Linked DNA regions of Sus scrofa: region 1 is linked to region 2. The links are chromatin contacts, called in public Hi-C maps. All regions are on one chromosome and are shown on one strand. Each heading gives the region's core, a stretch centred on a gene start, on an enhancer-like site or on the middle of the called end of the contact. The rest is flanking DNA. Distances are from core to core; before and after follow the strand shown. Region 1 overlaps ESYT2 (extended synaptotagmin-2). Region 2 holds the start of ESYT2 (extended synaptotagmin-2).

Evidence for each region. Hi-C and Micro-C count contacts between places; a contact is called where the count stands out from the background.
Region 1: a contact with region 2 is called in a Hi-C map of embryonic fibroblasts, with 2.6 times the contacts expected there. The contact joins the enhancer-like site here to the promoter of ESYT2 in region 2. A contact is called at or near these places in 9 of 47 Hi-C or Micro-C datasets (embryonic fibroblasts, epiblast stem cells, heart right ventricle and 4 more) and 1 of 2 datasets of contacts at active chromatin or transcription factors (skeletal muscle).

What each region holds. Positions count from the first base shown.
Region 1 is chr18:601,178-607,837 of Sscrofa11.1, forward strand. It overlaps ESYT2 (extended synaptotagmin-2), which reads left to right. Exons shown (of 22, transcript XM_021079030.1): 7 at 6,386-6,441. Among named protein-coding and RNA genes, the nearest start is that of ESYT2, 39 kb to the left of the region's middle. Within about 2 kb of position 1,559, at least 6 of the 83 cell types and tissues checked have an H3K27ac peak or open chromatin away from gene starts, as enhancers often do. A contact at or near this core is called in embryonic fibroblasts and retroperitoneal adipose tissue, where this site is marked.
Region 2 is chr18:559,250-566,475 of Sscrofa11.1, forward strand. It overlaps ESYT2 (extended synaptotagmin-2), which reads left to right and starts at 5,888. Exons shown (of 22, transcript XM_021079030.1): 1 at 5,888-6,327. The coding sequence starts at 6,016.

The DNA.
Region 1 (6,660 bases), core at 309-2,808, 38 kb after region 2:
TTAACCGAGGCCTTCACCCCTCTTGGTAGACAGCTGTCTCACTCATCGTAGAAACCATACATTGGCTTCAGAAAATTTGAAAACAGACTTAGAAAAAGTTCTTTTTTCTTTTTTTTAGGGCCACACCTGCAGCCTGTGGAAGTTCCCAGGCTAGGGGTCAAATCAGAGCGGCACCTGCCGGCCTACGCCACAGCCACAGCAGTAAGGGATCCTTACTGGCTCAGCGGAAGCAAATCCGACCAGCATCCATGAGGATGCAGGTTCCATCCCTGGCCTCGCTCAGTGGGTTAAGGATCAGGCGTTGCCTCGAGCTGCAGTGTAGGTCGCAAGACCTGGCTTGGATCTCTCCTTGCCATGGCTGTGGTGTAGGTTGGCATCTGCAGCTCCGATTTGAATGCCTAGCTTGGGAACTTCCATATGCTGCAGTTGCAGCCCCAAAAAGCAAAAAAAAAAAAAAAAAAAAAAAAAGAGAGAGAGAAATGAAGAAATACATGGAAGATTTAAAATTCATGTTTTCTTGGAGTTCCCATCGTGGCTCAGTGGTTAACGAATCCGACTAGGGACCATGAGGTGGCGGGTTCGATCCCTGGCCTTGCTCAGTGGGTGAAGGATCCGGCATTGCCGTGAGCTGTGGTGTAGGTCGCAGGCGCGGCTCGGATCCCGAGTGGCTGTGGCTCTGGTGTAGACTAGTGGCTACAGCTCTGATTGGACCCTAGCCTGGGGACCTCCATGTGCCGCAGGAGCCGCCCTAGAAAAGGCAAAAAGACAAAAATAAATAAATAAATAAAAATAAAATAAAATTCATGTTTTCTTTTGACATACAAAGTTGATTGAAAAGCCAATGTTTTTTTTTTAATTCCTCCATTAATGAGTATAAAAAAACTAATCTTTAGCAAATTGTGTGGCATTTTTAACAGTTTAAGAAAAGGTCTTTGTTTTTTCCAGCTCAGATTGTAACAAAATCCAAATCTTTAAATTTTCTTCAAAACTTAATTTTCTTCCCTAGTTTGGATCTTTAATGGGTTTATTTAGTTTAAAAATAACATTACAGGAGTTTCTGTTGGGGCTCAGTGGTAACGAACCCGACTTGCCTCCACGGGGATGAGGGTTCAATCCCTGGCCTCGTTCAGTGGGTGAAGGATCTGGTGTTGCCTTGGGTTGTGGTATAGGTCACAGACTCAGCTTGGATCCCACGTGGCTGTGGCTGTGGCGTGGGCTGGTGGCTTCGGCTCCAGTTCGACCTCTAGCCTGGGAACCCACGTATGCCATGGGTGCAGCCATTAAAAAGTAAATAAATAAATAAAATAAAAATAAAAATAACATAATATTCACTTGTAGCTGACATTCCATACTCAGAAAAGCAGGATAAGGCTGTGAAGACTGAGACTTACTTGCGTCCTTATATGGTTAATTATAGCCACCAAGTCCAGGCTTCGGAGAAACGGGACTTTTTCAGTCATTTTCATCTGGAAAATGTGAGAGCAGAGTTCCCTGCTGGCTGCCAAGTCCCTCCTCACCCCAGTGAGAAACAGAGATTTGGGGGTTTTGACTGTCCAGATGACTCAGAAGCATGGAAGCCGTTAGAGGAGGAAACTAGAGTTCCCTGGTGGCCTAGTGGTTAAGGATCTGGTGTCATCACTCCTGTGGTGCAGGCTTGTTCCCTGGCCCAGGAATTTCTGCATGCCATGGGCTTGGCCAAAGAAGAAAAAAAGAGACTTTTGCACCTTTTGTTTGTTTGTTTGTTGGCTTGTTTAGGTTAGTTTAGTGCTACTTGTTTTAAAAAAGAAAAGATAAAGGAAAAAGAAAAAAAAAACCCTAAGAGTTTTTGAAGTGCTGAGCTGACGGAGCCCAGGGGAGGCAGGATGGCTTGTGCTGCACCCTCACGGGCTGAGTGACAGACGGGGGCCTAGCCGTTCTCTTCTTCGCACTGTGTGCTTTGAGCAGATCGCTGTCTTTCCTTAGTATCCCCGGGATCGGTGCCAGGGCTCCTTGGGATCCCAGACCCAGGGGTGCTCAAGTTCCGCATGAACGGCGTGGGATCTGCATGTAACCTGCCCGCACCCCGGTGCCTTTCTCTTCTCCACGTCTCTCGTGGTGCCTGATGCAGTGTACGCTTTGTGTAAATAGTTGAAATTCCGATGTAAGAGCTGTGTACATAGGGCCATGCATGGTTTTGCTTTTTGGAACTTTGTGGAATTTTTTCTTTCAGCATAGATCTGATCTGAGGTTGCTTGAATCCGAGGAGGCGGAACCTTCGGGTACAGAGGGGCTCCTGTCTTTAATTTCTGTGAGCCTCAGTTTCCCCATCGGTAACACAGGGAGTTACAGGATACCTCCCTCAGAAGATCGGGGTGGTGGTTAAATGTCCCGGCACAGAGCGAGTCTTGAGATCTTGAAGAAATTAAATACTTTCCTCTATGTAGGTTAGCACTCTGGGGGCCCTGGTGGGAGAGACCCAGTCTCGTGGGGAAGGGCGGAGGTTTGGGTGAAGGTCCTGGAACTCGCCAGGGCCCCCACGGTCTGCCCCGGACATGTCAGTCCCAGTGGGTTGGTGGCCCCCACTCAGCTGACCTGACAGTTGTTGCCATTGCCTTTGGCACTCCTGGGCCAGGGACTGGCCCTGAGCCACAGCAGCCACAACGCTGGATGCTTAGCGGCTAGGCCACCAGGGAACGTCCCCTTAGGTCATTTCTCGCTCTGTCCCCGGAGGATAGACTGAACAAGAGGTCTTTTCTAGAGCTTTTCCAGGAGATGGTCTGGGGCTTGCTCTGAATGTGTTTATCCTAAAGGGTTCCTTCCAGCTCGCAAAGGACATGCCTCCCGAGTCTTTGAACCGCAGGCTGAGTTTCTTTATCTGTCAAATGGACGTAATAGCTTCTTTTTAGAGTGATTATGAGAAGAAGTTGAGTCCTACCAGCTAGGACTCCAGCAGTCGAGAAGGGGAAAGGGGGGGCTTTATTTTAAAATAAGATGAGCATGTATTGGGGTCGCATGAAATCCATGCGGAGGCTGCAGTTGAGTGTCAGGAACGGGACGGCCTGTGGACGCCATGGCCTCTGTCCCTCTGTTCCCTGTTCTGCCTTGGTGTCGTCCTTCTCTCTCCCCGAGACCAGCATCATCTGTCTGGTCCTTCAGGCCACACACCAAGGCCTGGGTGCCCGAGCTCTCCGAGGGCTGAGCCTCCGGCCTTGCCTTGGTCCTCGCTCCGTTCCAGCTGCGTCAGATACAGACCTTAACCCCTCGGGCAGGAGTAGGAAGGTCAGTGTTTGAACACAGCTCCCCAACACCGATTCCTGCGGCCCTGCGTGAGAGGCAGCAGGGAGCTGGAGAGGCAGGGCCAGCAGGCAGGCCCACAGGGGCCCACCCCACCGAAGAGGCCCAGATGGCGGCTGTGTATTAGGCCAGCGGGGAGCTCGGGGGTATTTATCCTGCCAGGCATTCTCTGAGTTCCCCGGATCTGGGGTGTGATGTGTTCTATTATTTTGGAGAGTCCTGGCCCGCCCCCGTGGCCCTGGAGCGCTCTCAGTGGCCCTGCCCCCTCCCCGGGCTCCTGTCTTTGGCGAGCATGTCCCCCTCGCCCCCAGCAGCAATCGGCTGCTCTCTGTGGTCTTGGCCTGGACAGCGTGGCCAGAGGGGTGTCCCCTCCCGCCCTTGTCAGCACTCGTGCGTCCTTCCCCGGGCTTCCGTGTCTTGGTGTGGGGACAGGCGTGTGCCTTTCCTTCAGCAGCTGCTCCCTCCCCGGCCTCACCCTTCAGGAAGTCCTGGCAGCAGGCTCACACTGCTTGCCCACCGGGGCGCTGCTCATGCCCTGTTCCTGTCGATTTCACAGGGTTTATTCTGACTGTCCTATGCGGCGGTGGCCCTGTCACCTCAGCTCTCCGTGCATTCAGGAGGGACCCTCTTCCCAGAAGGTTCCAGACGGGAGACAACATTCGTGACCTTTTACCACCAGCCTAGATCTGCAGATTCAGAGACTCTGCAGAAGGGTGGGAGGTATCTGCCTGTATTTTAACAGCCATCCTGTGTAGGACACCTGGGGTGTTGTCAGGGCTGACATGAGCAGGGGCTGTGGATGGCTCTGGCACGTGGAGGGGCAGAGGGAGGCGCGGCCAAGGGTCCTGTGAACACGCTGCACTGGTGGGGCTCCGGGTGGGGCTCCGGGTAGGGCTCCGGGTGGGGCTCCGGTTGCAGTGTGGCCACATCTATTTCTCACTGCTCCTCAGCAGCCCAAGTGGTCTTGTCCTTTGGAAACACGTCTCTCTGCCCCCACCCCCGCTGCCTTTTTTTGCTCTTTAGGGCCGCTCCCATGGCCTGTGGAAGTTGCCAGGCTAGGGGTCAAATCGGATTGGAGCTACAGCTGCAGCCTACATCACAGCCACAGCAGTGCAAGGGCATGAGCTGCGTCTGCCACCTACACCACAGCTCACGGCAACGCCGCATCCTTAACCCACTGAGCAAGGCCAGGGGTGGAACCCACATCCTCATGGATGCCCCTCAGGTTCTTTTCCACTGGGCCACAGCGGGAACTCCCTCACTGGCTCTTGAGCCTCCCCGAGGGGAGATCCCAGGCACCCAGACTTGGGGTACCTGATTTTAGTTGCCTTTCCAAACTGCAGCCTGAGTCTGCTTCTCCCTGTGTCCCCCTGTGGACCTGGCTTACTCTCAGGCTCGCCCTCACACTTGCACACCTGTTCACTCACACACCCTTACTCGTCCTTGCACACACACGCACTCACTCCTCTCCCTCCCCCACCCGCACCTCCCTGTGCTCAGGCACAGACCAGCCTCCCTTTCAGGGCCTTGAACATGGGGGCCCTTTGCCTGGGGCTTTCTTTCCTGCATTAAGATCTCTTCAAATGCAGCTGAGTCCTGTCCTTCCAGGACTTCTGGCCCTGCCCCCCGGGCGCGTGGTTTCTCTGAACTTGGGCAGCATTCGGGTGTAGCTCATCATTTTGATAAGGGCCCTGTGCGCAGGCCCTCTGCTGCCTGCGAGGTCGTAGTCCGGTTACAGTCCCTGCCAGGGGACTGCTGTTTGAGGCGTCACTGAGTTTCTTTACTCTCTCAGATTCTAGAAAGATGCCCCAGGCTCATGTTAACAGTTTTTGCTCCAGACCTGCCATCAGCCATTTCCTCAAAACCCTCTGTTCCTTTTAGTGGAAGCTGCATTCGGAGAGGCGTTAACAGGCAGGGTGCCGGGGAGGTTGGTCTCGGGACTTGCGGGCGGTGTGCATTTGAGTTTGGGTCTGTCCAAAAGAACCTTGACCTTGAAATTACCCACTACACAGCTTTGTCTCTCCAGCTCTCTGGGTGATGGAGGTCACGCAGTTTCACCTGGCATCGTATCATCTGCAGCTACAAAGCACGTAATTTCATTATGTGCCGTATCCATCTTCACAGAAAAGCAGTATTTGTTATTTTTTCTTTTTTGGCTGCCCCATAGCATATGGAGTTCTTGGGCCCTGTGTGACCCACACCACTGCAGTTGCGACCTACACCACCGTGGCAATGCCAGATCCTTAACCCACTATGCCAGGCTGGGGCTCAGACCTGCTTCCTAGGGCTCCAGAGACACCCCTGATCCCATTGTGCCGTAGCGGGAACTCTAGAAAAGAGGTGTTTCTAATCATGGCTTTTTACCTGTCCACATCCATTTAATGGAATCTCAGCTACTATATAGGAATTATCCTAAGATAAATACCTGCTAGAAAAAATGAGCAAAAATTACAAATGTTGAATGAATGGGTGGGAGGTATTCTACTAATGGCAGGAAACTGCAGGTGGAAACATGGTAAAGTGATACAGTGCCATTGCTTAACTGCTGGACAGACTGATTTTTCTTCTCTCTTTTAGGCGAGGGTATAAAGAAAGGACATCTTAGACACTTTTGGTGGAGTGTAAATTGGTACAGTACTAGGGCAATTAGGGAGCATGTGATCAGCATAAAAAAAGAAGGTGTGCCTTGGACCAGAGCTTCCGCTGTTTGAATACTAGTCTCCACGTGCACATAAGAGCATGCGTGTACCACGACGTTATAAATCGACTGTAATTTTAGAAAGGTGTGTAAAAAGATACTCACTGAATCATGTCTTATCATAAACTATAAATATTCTGAGCGCCCATCCGTTGGCGGATGGTGTAGAGATAATTACGATTTTACTGGAGAAAATCGTGACAGCAGCAGAACAAGAGCAGCAGAACGAGAGCAGGCAAGCTGTTTGCGTACCCACAGGGGCAGTGGCCTCGATGTTTCAGAGCGGAAAGCAGCGTATAGGAGAGTCGTATGCGCTGACCCATTCCATGTGTAAAGAAACAAAACGTGTGGTTTGATGTAGTCCTTGGAAACAATTGGCATACTTACTATTTCTGCCCTTTTTTTTAATAACAGCTTTTAGAAATTAACTGGACAGGACTGACTAACCTTCTCGATATCCCCGGATTGAAGTAAGTACTGTCTCGCCCCAGGGTTAGCTGGCTGACGGGTGACGGGAGAGTTGCGGTGTCGTGAAGACGGCACACACAGTCAAGGCCTGAGTGCTCCTCCTGGGTCCTCAGGCGGGCTCCGGGTCATGGGAGCTGCACGACCCGGACAGAGGCTGGTCACCCAGCCTGGGGGGGGGGCTCCGGGTCAGGGGAGCTGCACGACCCGGACAGAGGCTGGTC
Region 2 (7,226 bases), core at 4,638-7,137:
GCTCATGGTAACACCAGATCCCTGACCCATTGAGCGAAGCCAGGGACTGAACCCGCATCCTCATGGATACTAGTCAGGTTTGTTACCACTGAGCCACGATAGGAACTCTGAGAATTCCATTTTATTTGGTGGACAAAACTGAGGACCTGAGCCCAGATGCAGCCTCTCAGGTGGCTCTGAGGGATGCTCTGAAGAGGTCAGGGGCTGGGGGCAGGGGCAGGATCTGTAGGAGCTTCTGCAACAAAGACCAGGCTGTTAATTAAAGAAAACCAGACATCTCACGTTAGGGAACTTCGGGCTTTTCTATGCATGGGAAGAGGCACAAGTTGGGGCTCCCTGCAGTCATTCCTTTGATTGCACCTCAGCTCTCGGGCCAGAATCCTGCTTTTTCTCTGTCTTGAACCCCCTCAGGATGCACCTTCGGGGGTGGCTGCAGCGCTGAGTTCCCACAGGGGCTCATCATCAGGGCTGTAGGCAGCAACATCCTTTGTTAACAGGCAACATTTTTTTATTGACAACAGTTGCTCAGTAAGAAAACAGGGGGGGAGTTCCCGTCGTGGTACAGTGGTTAACAAATCCGACTAGGAACCATGAGGTTGCAGGTTCGATCCCTGCCCTTGCTCAGTGGGTTAAGGATCCAGCGTTGCCGTGAGTTGTGGTATAGGTTGCAGACATGGCTCAGATCCTGCGTTGCTGTGGCTCTGGCATAGGCTGGTGGCTACAGCTCCGATTAGACCCCTAGCCTGGGAACCTCCATATGACGAGGGAGCGGCCCAAGAAATGGCAAAAAAGACAAAACAAACAAAAAAAACAACTGGGGGTTCCTACCCCTGCGTCTGTCCACTGAGCCCCTGGCCACACTTGGATCAAGCTTCCTGGCAGAGATGCCCCAGAAACACTGCTCTGCTCGTCCTCGGCTTGTGGAATCAGGCTTCAAAACTCCAACCTGCTCAACCACCCCCTGCTCACCACTGCCAATGTGTCCCTTTGTGATCGATGAGAACCCTCCAGCAGGTATTAAATCCTCCACCTAAGAAAATCCTGGGCTTGGAGAATAGATTTGTGGTTGCCAAGAGGGAAGGAGAGGGGCTGGAAGCTTGGGGTAAATAGATACAGAATGTTGCCTTCTGGGTTAGCAATGGGATCCTGCTGTGTAGCACTGGGAACTCTGTCTAATCACTTCTGATGGAACATGTAATATGAGAAAAAAGAATACATACATGTAAAAAAAAAATAAATAAAAACCAAACATAGGATCTCAACAAAACAAAACAAAACAAAACCTCCACCTACCATCCTTAGCCTCGAGCAAGAACTCACTCCAGCCCCACCTGACTGCTCAATGGGGATCTTCTATTTCCACTTTTTTTTTTTTTTTTTTGTCTTTTTGCCTTTTCTAGGGCCACTCCCACGGCACATGGAGGTTCCCAGGCTAGGGGTCTCATCGGAGCTGTAGCCGCCAGCCTACACCACAGCCACAGCAACACGGGATCCGAGCCGCATCTGCAACCTACACCACAGCTCAAGGCAATGCCGGGTCCTTAACCCACTGAGCAAGGCCGGGGATCGAACCCACAGCCTCGTGGTTCCTAGTCGGATTCGTGAACCCCTGCGCCACGACGGGAACTCCGACTCCAGCTTTCACTCCGCAGGCGCACGTCACTCACTCGCTCACCCGCATCAATACGGACTCCTGGGTTCCTACTTTACTCACTGCCCTGTGATCTGCCAATATCGTCCTTGACTTTGCTCCTCAAATTATCCCCGATTTAATCAGCAGGTACCCCTCCCTTTGCTTCCCATGTCTTTGCTTCCAAGTCCTTGACACCGCGTGATTCTTGGAGCCGTTTCTCACTTTCTAGCACAACGAAATATTCCAGACTCATACTTTCACCTCTCTAGCCCTGAAGTCAACTCTTTCTCCAAAGAGCCCTGGCTCCTTTCACTGGAGGGTGGGATTTAGAAACGCAATCTGGGAACACTCCATATGTCTATCTGAACACTTTCATCAAAAGACAAGTTATGCTCCCTCCAATTCCAGTCCACCACCTCAGGGCTCTTTCTAGCCTCCCCTGTCCCGTGATTATAAGATCACTGACTGGAAGAGAGCTGACTCTCACGATCGCCAGTGTATGTGTCTATTTGCTGGTCTTACCGGCTGACCAGTCACTAGTGGTGGGCTTGCCACTCTCTCCTCCGTGCAGCAGAGGGAAGGTCTCTAAGGAGCTTGCAAAGTCGGCAAGATGGAAGGGCTACCAATCAACTCAGAAAATTCTGTAATAATCTGGACAAGCACGAAAGGACCAAGCTTTTTCTGAGCCCTCTAGCTGCACAGCACAGACCTTCTTGGGTAAAGAGCGTGTGGCTCTATCACCAAAAGGGCATCTCAGAAACACAGGAATAGGGGTCTCATGAGTCTGGGCAAAATGAGTCTGGTTGGCAGTGCCAATGGAAAATTGTCACTCACCACCTGCCTCTACCAGGATGAGGTCACTAGCTGCTGCTGGCACTGCCCTTTTAACACCCCCTGAGAGGCCTTCAGGGCAGAGACCAGGAAGGAGGGGCTCTGTGCTCTGGGAAAACTGGCAGAACAGGCCTTCAGCCAGTTAGACATTTTTCAGGAGACAATTTTATGAGCCCATTTCTTACATCTTCTCCTATCTGGAAAAGCACTAAAATCATTAACAGAGACATCTGCTGCTCGTGACTGGCAGCAACCTTCTGCCAAAATAGGTGCCTGACTGCCCACGCCCCCTTCACCAAAATCACCTATGTGCTCCCCCCTTCAGAGCTGTCCCTTGGAGCGATCTGAGAGGCTGAGAGGCTGTCTCTTGGGCTGCAGTCTTTCTTTTGCCCCCAGTAAAACTTAACTCACAGCTCTCATGCTGTGCATTTTTTTTTTTTTCAGTCAACAACAGCGTGAAAGGAAGAGGGAGACTGCACCTGCTGCAAGGAAGCCCGTGGAGAGGTGCTGGGGAGGGGACGAGGGAAGGGAGAGGGGAGGGGAAGATGGGCTAACTGATGAGGCCCAGTCCTGGGTGGGAGGAGAACTAAACGCAGAAGAGATTGGACTTCAACAGAAGACGCTTCCCTCCAAAACCAGAAAGGATGACCGCAGGAGCTCAAGTGTCGTAGTCTCGCCCTAGAACCCCCAGTGTTGCTCTTCTTTCCTCTGAGAAAGCAGAGCCTTCCCCTGGAGAACTGTAGGTAAGGGAAGAGGCAACATGATGAGGTCACAGGAGCCAGGCACATACAGTAAAATGCCAGCCAAGACCTAAGAGCATGGATGTTCCCGTTGTGCAGCAGCGGAAACGAATCCAACTAGGAACTGTGAGGTTGCAGGTTGGATCCCTGGCCTCGCTCAGTGGGTTAAGGATCCGGCATTGCCGTGGGCTGTGATGTAGGTTGCAGACGCGGCTCGGATCTGGTGTTGCTGTGGCTCTGGCATGGGCCAGTGGCAACAGCTCTGATTAGATCCCTAGGCTGGGAACCTCCATATGCTGCAGGTGCAGCCCTAAAAAAAGCAAAAAGACACACACACACACACACACACACACACAACAACCCTATGGTCTGAGCCTGCTGTTAGACTCAGTGCAGAATGCAATGGTACTGCCCTGCTGGCCAGTGGCCAGCAGCCTGGTGGGCTCCCATGGGCAGCGGAGGCAGGAGACTGATGGGTGGGTGCCCAACAGGGGCCTGTATCTTCCCTATGTTTACATCCTTAGGCCTCCACGTCACATGCTTTAGCAGACATGCAGGATTTCTCATGCGGCGTGTGTTCACCCACGTCTGTATCTGCAGGATGTGATTCCAGAGCTCTTTAGACAAGACAAGAAAAGCTCATGCTTATTTTGAGTTTGTAACTTGGTCGTGAATGAAGGGCAGCGTTAGATCTTTAAGCTGTTGTGTAGGAAAAGGGGTGAGACTCCTTTACATACACACAGCTTCCATAAGGCAATTGGGGGAAGAGCAAGACAAAGAAAACCATTCCTTCCCTTGTTTGAGGTTTACTGCCCTGGCCCAAAACTGAGTGTTTCAGGCCCTAGAGCAACGTTTATGAGATACATAGTCTATATATATCTCCGCGGTCACACACACACATATGTGTACATAATTATATACAGATTCACAGGGGAGGGGAGGGGAGGTACTGTTTATTCATGCAGTACCTGCAGGGCCAGGCACTGTGCTAGCTTGAAGATGTAATGATGGCCATTATAAATACATTTCTGCCCTCATGGATTTAAAGACTAGCTGATTTTTTTGGGGGGGGTCTCTTTAGGGCTGCTCCCATGGCATATGGAGGTTCCCAGGCTAGGGGTCTCATAGGTGCTATAGCCACCGACCAGAGCCACAGCAACGCCAGACTTGAGCTGTGTCAGCGACCTACACAGCAACGCTGGATCCTCAACCCACTGCGAGAGGCCAGGGATCAAAGCTGCAACCTCATGGTTCCTACTCGGATTCATTTTCACTGCACCCACGACCCGGGAACTCCTGAAGACTAGTTGATTAATGAGCCTTTGGCCAACTTACTAATGCGTGCAAATGCCTCCCCCCATCCAAAAAGTGCGTGGGAGCAGCAAGTCTTCTATTGGCTGCGTCTAACAGGCTGTGACTGCAGTTGGTCCCTAGCTGGTAGCGCTCTGCTTCTCACCGGCTTTTACTGTCCCATCTGCAGGGCGAAGAGGTCTGTGGGATATCACTGTGTTGTCCCGAATATGGCCGAGTCTCTGCCTCTGCAACTACTGCCTAGTTATCGCTATTCCAGAATCCCTACGACATGACAGGGAAGGGCCGATAAGACATGAACATGCCCACCAAGAACTTAAAAACATATAAGCAGGCTATATTTCTCTAAAGAGTCCCTGCCCCTCCTAAAGGTGATCATTCAAGGCTGCCAATAACATAAAGATTTGAAGACTACGGGGGGCGGGGCGGGGGAACTAGCCCTATTGTTTTAAGTTGAATTAAAGTATTCTTGGAACTCACTGAATATGCCGAAAAACAACTACCTAGGCTGTCCTCTGCAAGTGATGACTTCAAGGAGACTACAAAGCAAACAGGAGTTACCATGCTTGAGTTTAATGGAAAACAAAGCGACCCAGAGCAGCCTGTGCTTCTCAGAAATCGCGGGCAGGGGGTGAGCACTCCTAGGAGAAACTCTGTACAGACAGCATCCTGCACGTCCAGGCGGCCCAGGCCAGTTCCCGCTCCCCGCGCGCACACGGGGGCGCATCCCGCAAGCTTTTCATACCGCCAGGACAGCTGCAAGGTTTCCGGGAGAAAAATGTCTTTACGTGGCGGGCGGTCAGCATGACTGGCCCGGTCACCCCGGGCTTTACGGCGCCGCACCACCGGACCACTCGGAAAATTCTAACACCCTGGAAGTACCTCGAGAAGAAACGTCTTAAACTTGGCAAGTGCTGTGCAAACTCGGGAGCGTGTACTGCGCCCTCACCAGCCCTGCACGAAGGCGGCCCAGGTGACGGAGCGAAGGGAGGCCCCCCACTCCCAGGACGCCCCGGCGCTGATCCTCCGCAGCCGCAGACCCCACCCTGGGTTGCCCCCCTCGGAGGCCTGAGGCTCTTCGGCGCCGGGACTTCCACGCAGGCCCCGCCCCTTGCGGTGACGCACACGCAGGCCCCGCCCTCCTCGCCTCAGGGGCGCCCCGGACCACCCCCTGCGGTAAAGTTCACGCAGGCCCCGCCCGCCCCGCCCACCGGCGCGAGGACGCCACACCAGCCCCGCCCCGCCCGCCTAGGCGGTGCTCCCCCGCCCTTTGGGAGGACGTCACACTTTGGTGTCTTCCACCAGGCGTTGGGCCGCACCCAGGCCTGGGGCCACGCCCGGCCGCCGCAGTGGAGCCCCCGCCCTGCGTGCTGACGTCGTACGGCGCCGCGGGCGGAAGCGCGGGAGGGCAGGGCGGTGGCGCCGTCCCCTCAGAGGGGCGCTGGCGCGCGGGCAGCGGCTCTTCTGCCGGGAGCGGTCGGAGCACTGCACGGCTCGGCGATGAGTGGCCCCCGCGCTCCAGGCCCCGAGGCCGGCGCCGCCGGGGCCGAGCCACCCGGCGCGGCGCTGAGCGTGGACGTGACGGGGCTGCTGGCGCAGCTGGCGCGCAGCTTCGCGCTGCTGCTGCCGGTGTACGCGCTGGGCTACCTGGGCCTGAGCTTCAGCTGGGTGCTGCTGGCGCTCGGGCTGCTCGTGTGGTGCCGCCGGAGCCGCGGCCTCAAGGCCACCCGCCTGTGCCGCGCGCTGGCGCTGCTGGAGGACGAGGAGCGCGCCGTGCGCCTGGGAGTGCGCGCCTGCGACCTGCCGGCCTGGGTGAGTGGGCGCGGCGGACCCCAAGCTGACCCCGCGCGTCCGCCGGGTCAGCGGTCCCCGACCTTGACCCTGACCCCGACCCGGCCCTTGTGCCTGGTCACGGGTCCCCGCCCGCTGCGACTCCGAACCTGACCCCGACTCTGCCTGCCTGCCTGGTCAGAGGTCCCTGCCTGCCGGGACCTGGGCCCTGATCCCGCTTGCCCGCCGCGACCCCGACCCTGACCCCCGCCTGGTCGGGGTCCGGCCCCATCAAGACTGCTCCCTGGTTAAGGGTCCCCTCCCGCCGCTACCCCGCCCGGCTCGGGGATGCCCGGAAGCCCCGGCCCCGCCCACCTGCCCACCAGCAACTCCCCCGCCTGGGTGGGCGCCCGCGTCGGACCCGAGCGCTGTGTAAATCAGAGGTCCTGGCCCCGTCGCCCGGCCCACCCGCCCGGTCACTCTTGGCCTGCGAACCCTCCACCGCACGGGTTCCGAGCAGGGCCGCACAGGTGAGGCGCGCTCTGCGCTGTCCTGCTTTGGCCACGTCGCCAGGCCTCCCTGTGCGGTGGCCGCGACTCCCGCCTCTGGAATGTGAGCTGGGGCGGCCGGCCTCCCTGCGCGGTGCTGGACGGTGTCCCATCTCCCCTGCAGAACAGGCGGCCGACCGTGGGGGCGGGGAGAGCGTTTTCCTCCTTTCCTGAGAAGTCTCAGCTGTTTCTCGGTTGTTTTTGACACACTCCAAGGGCAGTGAGGGTCCCCCAGAACGTTTGTTGGTGTCCTGATAATTGGAGGTTTGTTTCGCCACTTTGGAAGTAACATCATAAGCTGAGTAACTTTTACGGAGGGTAAACTTGACTCTAGTGTGAATGGGTGGGGCGGGGGAAGTTCTGGAATCGGCACTAAAGGGAAGAGTCATGGTA